2 separate regions of the Mus musculus genome follow, and region 1 is linked to region 2. A link is a contact called in public promoter capture Hi-C data. All regions are on one chromosome and are shown on one strand. Each heading gives the region's core, a stretch centred on a gene start, on an enhancer-like site or on the middle of the called end of the contact. The rest is flanking DNA. Distances are from core to core; before and after follow the strand shown. Region 1 holds the start of Tspyl5 (testis-specific protein, Y-encoded-like 5). Region 2 holds the start of Sema5a (sema domain, seven thrombospondin repeats (type 1 and type 1-like), transmembrane domain (TM) and short cytoplasmic domain, (semaphorin) 5A).

The links. Capture Hi-C pulls out chosen DNA fragments and counts their contacts.
Region 1: a contact with region 2 is called in a promoter capture Hi-C map of liver, with 4 times the contacts expected there. The contact joins the promoter of Tspyl5 here to the promoter of Sema5a in region 2. A contact is called at or near these places in 1 of 39 promoter capture datasets (liver), 1 of 115 datasets of contacts at active chromatin or transcription factors (astrocytes) and 1 of 9 other capture datasets (liver).

The regions. Positions count from the first base shown.
Region 1 is chr15:33,686,539-33,689,238 of GRCm38.p6, reverse strand. It overlaps Tspyl5 (testis-specific protein, Y-encoded-like 5), which reads left to right and starts at 1,356. Exons shown (of 1, transcript NM_001085421.1): 1 at 1,356-2,700. The coding sequence starts at 1,442. The coding sequence ends at 2,662.
Region 2 is chr15:32,243,503-32,246,202 of GRCm38.p6, reverse strand. Sema5a (sema domain, seven thrombospondin repeats (type 1 and type 1-like), transmembrane domain (TM) and short cytoplasmic domain, (semaphorin) 5A) reads right to left here and starts at 1,390. Exons shown (of 23, transcript NM_009154.2): 1 at 904-1,390. Snhg18 (small nucleolar RNA host gene 18) reads left to right here and starts at 1,541. Exons shown (of 2, transcript NR_038186.1): 1 at 1,541-1,821.

The DNA of each region.
Region 1 (2,700 bases), core at 107-2,606, 1.4 Mb before region 2:
ATAACATTTTAAATGTAAATAAAGAAAATATCTAAAATAAATAAAAATAAAAGCTGGCCGAGAGCTTGTTAACATTTAGTTGCTGATCTAGTAGTTCTTGTGCACCTTGAGCAAGCTTCCATATCCTGCCCAACGGCTAGGCTTACTTCTCTGTTTTTCACTGCAAGGGTGTTGTGGTGTTTGAACCTGGAAGATCCACTCAGAAAGTTTCTCTTCACATTTGTCATGCATTCCCTCAGTACTCATGGTGCTGTAGCCCTGCTATAGGATATGAGGTTTCTTTAGGAGTGCCAGACAGGTTTTCTGGCTGATTCTCTGTAGGCTATGAAAAATTTCTAGGGCTCCCTCCCTCACTACTCCTGTAAACCCTCTGTCTCAAAAATCTCACCTGGAAATCCTTCTCTACTCCTAGAATGGTATTTTTATTCTATGTGTGTCCTATCCCAATTACAGGAGCTTGGACTCAGGCCTGTTATTTCTGGCTCTGGACTGGGATTCACAGCGTTACTCTGTGTAGACCTGAGGCAGCTGGAGGATTTGTGCCTAGGCAAGGAGTTTGGAATTTGTTAACATGCTGAACAGCTTAGGAGTCACCATAGCCATTTGCAAAGGGCCAACAGATTATGGTAGCATGGTAACATAATTAGGCCAAGCCTTTTTCTCCTTCGCTGTATAGTCTCCAGAATGTTCCTTAGTATCCCTCTCCTCTCCACCTGCTCTTCCTCCTCCTCACTAAGGACTGAATCCTCCTCCTCACTAAGGACTGAATCCAGGACTTCCCACATGCTGAGTAACTGTTTTATCACTGAGATGTAACTAACACCAGCCCTCAGTTGCCATTTTATCAGGAAACTGGGAACAAGAATACCTCCTTCAAGAACAGAGATAATGTAAAATTAGTATTCAGTAAAATGCCTTGTATGTTACTTTTTTATTCTTTCTAAGTCATTTTACATAAATATTATGGTTCTGGCTTTCACATTCCCTAGAGTTGAATCGTTGGGACAAATCTTACAGTAGAATAATTATGTAATGAGACAGACATGCCGATGACCAATTAATTATGAGAGATGTCACAGAAAATAACAGAAGAGGAAAAATACTTAGAAAATTGATGGAGACGGTAGTGGGTGCCTTTACGATGTCACTGTAGGAGCAATGGCTCTGTCTTATGAACCCCTGGGGACACGCTTGCTATCAATGATAGGAGATGAGTCAGCAACACTACCAAGGCCAAGCACAGGTGGAAACTAACTTTCTAACTGCAAAATAAGACTAAGGGCGTGTAGCATGTGAGGGTGGGCTGGTACGCAGCCGCTGAGCGGAGCCAATCACTGGGTGCAGTGGGTCCTGCCGTGGTGACGTCACGGTTGCCATGGAGAGGCCAGCTTCGTAGAGACCCTGGGCTGGTAGCGGCTTTGAAACCTTGTTCTCTGGCACCATGAGCGGACGGAGTAGGGGTCGAAAGTCTTCCCGCGCCAAAGGCCGGGGCAAAGGCCGGGCCAGAGCCCGGGTCCGGGCCGCTGCGGAAGACGCCTGGCACGACGAAAAGCCACCACAGAGCCCGCGGCTCGGGGAGGACTCCGCGGCCGCGCAGGTGCAGGCCGGCGCAGCTCAAGGAGGCGCCGAACCAGCCGAGCTGCGGGAAGAGGCGGCCTGCCGCCTCCCGCTGGACTGCGGCCTGGCGTTGCGGGCTCGGGCTGCAGACGAGCGCGGGCTGGCGGCCCCTGATCCGGACCTGGAGAGGGCCCGTTCCCTCGCCGAGCGCCTGACCAGCGACACCAGCTTCGTGGGAACCGTGGGAGCCTTGGCGAAGCTGCGACGCGGCTCCCGCATTGGAAATCGGCGAGTCCCCGGGAGGAAGGCCCCAGATACTCGGAGCGCCACGGGGAGGGGACCTCAGGCCACAGTTAGTGGGAAGCCGAAGATGGCCTCTGCGGGGTTGTGCGCCGCTGCTCCAGTGGGGGAGGAAAAAAAGATGACAGAGAAGCATGCTGGGGCAGGGTCTCCCGCGACAGTGGGCAGCATGGATACCCTAGAGACGGTCCAGCTAAAGCTAGAGACCATGAATGCACAGGCTGACAGGGCATATCTCAGGCTTTCACGCAAGTTTGGCCAGTTGCGACTTCACCACTTAGAGCGCCGGAACCTCCTCATCCAGAGCATTCCGGGCTTCTGGGGGCAAGCTTTTCAGAACCATCCCCAGCTGTCAGCTTTTCTGAATACCAAAGATAAGGAGGTATTGAGCTATTTGAACAGACTGGAGGTGGAAGAACTTGGCCTTGCCAGGTTGGGCTACAAAATCAAGTTCTACTTTGGCCGAAACCCCTATTTCCAAAACAAGGTGCTCATTAAGGAATATGGCTGTGGTCCATCCGGTCAAGTGGTGTCTCGTTCAGCTCCAATCCAGTGGCTCCCAGGCCATGATCTACAATCCCTAAGCAAGGAAAACCCAGAAAACAATGGTAGCTTCTTTGGGTGGTTTTCAAATCACAGCTCTATTGAGTCTGACAAGATTGTTGAGATAATTAATGAGGACCTGTGGCCCAATCCTCTACAGTACTACCTGATCAGTGAAGAAGCCCGTGGAGAGAAAGGAAAGGAAGAAAGGCCAGGTCCAGCAAAACTGAGCCCTGCACCTGCAGTGAGGCAGCCCAACTGATCCGACACAGATCTCCCTACCACCTCTTGCTGGACCTG
Region 2 (2,700 bases), core at 141-2,640:
AAGCTCGCTCTTGGCGCCCCCTGCCGGGAATCTCCGGGACGCCGCAGGCGCAGGAAAGTTAAAACCCAACTCAAGGCAACCGCATCCAGGTACAAACAACAAAAAAGGACGTGAAAGCGCTTCCCGCCAAAGCCCGGGGCGGGAGGTGAGGGGTACCGGGACCGGGACCTACCCGCTCTGGGCCCAATTCCAAGGGCGATCGCCGGAGATCACTCCCCTCCAACAGTTCCTCGGAATATCCTGAGCACCGATCTTCTCCTGGCCCCAGACCGTGAACCCGGGTATGAAATGCGTGCGGCTGGGCTGCCCGCAGACGGGGGCTCTGCGATTGGAGCTCATCCTGCTGAAGCCCCAGGCTTCGCCATCCCTGCCTTAGTCTTCCTCAGCAAAACACCCTGGCGGAGTTGTGCCCTGGTCCCACTAACCCCAGATTTTCACGAACACCGCAGAGCCCCTGTGCAGAGAGCAGGAAAATAAATGTCCCCTAGTCCACCGTGCAGGGAGGTAGGCGATTCCGACCACCAATCCCGGTTCCAGATCCCACCAAGCAAGCCTGGCCTAGCGCGGATTACGCACACAGATCTCCACGGGTACCTGAAAGGTGCTGGCCGAGGTGCAGGCTTGCCCACTGACCGGTCGCACACCCGGACCTTCTCAATCCACGCTCGTATCCAGGGAAAGGCTAAGACACAAACTTCCAGCCCGTGCACTATCTCCACTGCGACCGCCCCCGCTTTGATGGTAGTCCTGCACGCGCCTCTGCCAGGTTGTCCCCACCCAGGTGTCTGCAGAGTGACCCTACCAGAGACTTACACCACCCGCAAATGGACCAGTGCCGAGTCCAGTTCACACGTGCAGGGTCTCAGCTATGACACTCAGGGACTCTGCGGGGAGAGAGCTCACCAGATGCCGGGCGCGTTCCTCCTGCTAGTCATCCAGCGCCCCGGGGCCCGGAGCTGCTCCAAGGGTCCTCTTCAGTGTACTACGAGGGAAGTCGAGGCAGCCGCCACCACTGCACCCCGCCACTTCTCCAGAGCTATCCTCCTCTCGCAGCGCGCCAGGCTGGGGACCAGCTAGTCTGCCGGAGTCTCCAGTTGTGCAGCTGAGTGGACAGGCTCGCGCCGAGAGAGGGCGACCGGTGAGGTGGCAAAGTTGGGTACCCTCTGCTTAGTAGCTGCGCGTGGGAACCAAGAACACCCCCAAAAAGGATTGCACGTGCCGGGACGCCCCCGCAGTGGGAAGGTGGGATACAGAGGTCGCCACAAGGCTGGGGCCACCGTCAGCCAAGGGCTGAGGAGCCCACCCGCGGCGGGAGCGCAGCGCGCGCGGGAGTGGGCACAGCGTGAGCAGCCGCTGCTGACGCCGCCTTCCTAGCGAGTAGACCAGCGCTGGGTGAGCGGGCCCAGAGCTCGGGGCGGGGAGCACAGGACCGCCTCGCCTCGCCCCGCCCCCGCCCCGCCCCCTCCGCCGCACCTCCCCTACTCCGCCCCTCCCGCGTGCAAACTGAGCGCCCCACCCACCCCTGACCTTCCCAGGCCCCTCCTCTAGCCCCGCCTCTTCCCGAGATGGGACCCCCAAACACTCCCCAGGGGGCTCTCTACACACCCCAGGAGTTCTATTTGTGCCACCAGAGTGCAAGCTCACCCAACTGGTGACTTTTTTCGAACTCCCTTCCTCGCCTGGAAGAGACCTTCTTTGGCTACCCGCCCCTTGCCCGGTGGCTCCTACGTGGCTACTTTGCAGGATGGGCTGTATAAAGGGCTGGAGGCAGTTCAACCCAAACCAGAGACGTGGCGTCTGCTAGGCCTGCCTAAGCTCCAGGTAAGTGCGTGCCCCCGGCGGATCGCGGGTGGGAAGAAAGTGGAAGTTTAAGATTCAGTTCTTCTGTGTCATCATAAGAAGACTGGGGTGTGCTTTGGGGGTGGTGAGGGGCCCGCCGCGGATTCTTACAGGCGAGCTGGGCCCAGCAAGGCTCTCAGTTCTTGAAAAGGATAGATCAGAGAAATGAATAAATCTGCCATCCAAGGAAATAGAGCAAGAGGTTCCCAAGTAGCCCTAATGGGAATTAGGAGAGGGTTACCTCATGGACAGAAACAGCTGGGCTAATTGGTACTCCGCAAGTATCTTGGGAGTTTACTGAGTGAGCATGGGGGCAAAAAGTTTATCTTGGAACGCAAAGTAAATGCCTTGGGAAGGCAGCTTTATTGACGCGTTGTTCAGTTCTCCTTCTAAGGAAGTGATCAACTCACCAAGTTCTAAACAACATACAAGGTTGTGAAGAGGGGAAATTACAGGATAAAGTCAGAAACCGTGGATCCCTGCCCCTACAGCCATGCTTGGCGATCCTTTTCCCTCAGGATAGGGTAAAGGAACGATGTCTTCAGGTTTTCCTCCCATATCGGGCCTTGTTGGTGGCCTCGGGTGCTTTTGCATAAGGAACCTCATCAATGAGTTTCTTAGCTGCAAGACCTAAGGATGTTCCCATTTGCCACAATCACATCCTGGTATTGGCAGGTTGCAAATGTGCCCTGGTAGGGGATAGGGGCGCCGGTGACAGTTCGGGGCCTCTGTGAGGGTTCCATGATGCTAAACAGGGACCGGGTAATAGCTGGAATGTGTCACCGCTCATCCAGGACCACAGAGATTCAAGAGGAGGTGAATAGAAGCACAAGTTGCCACCAATTTGTTGTGTCTGTCACC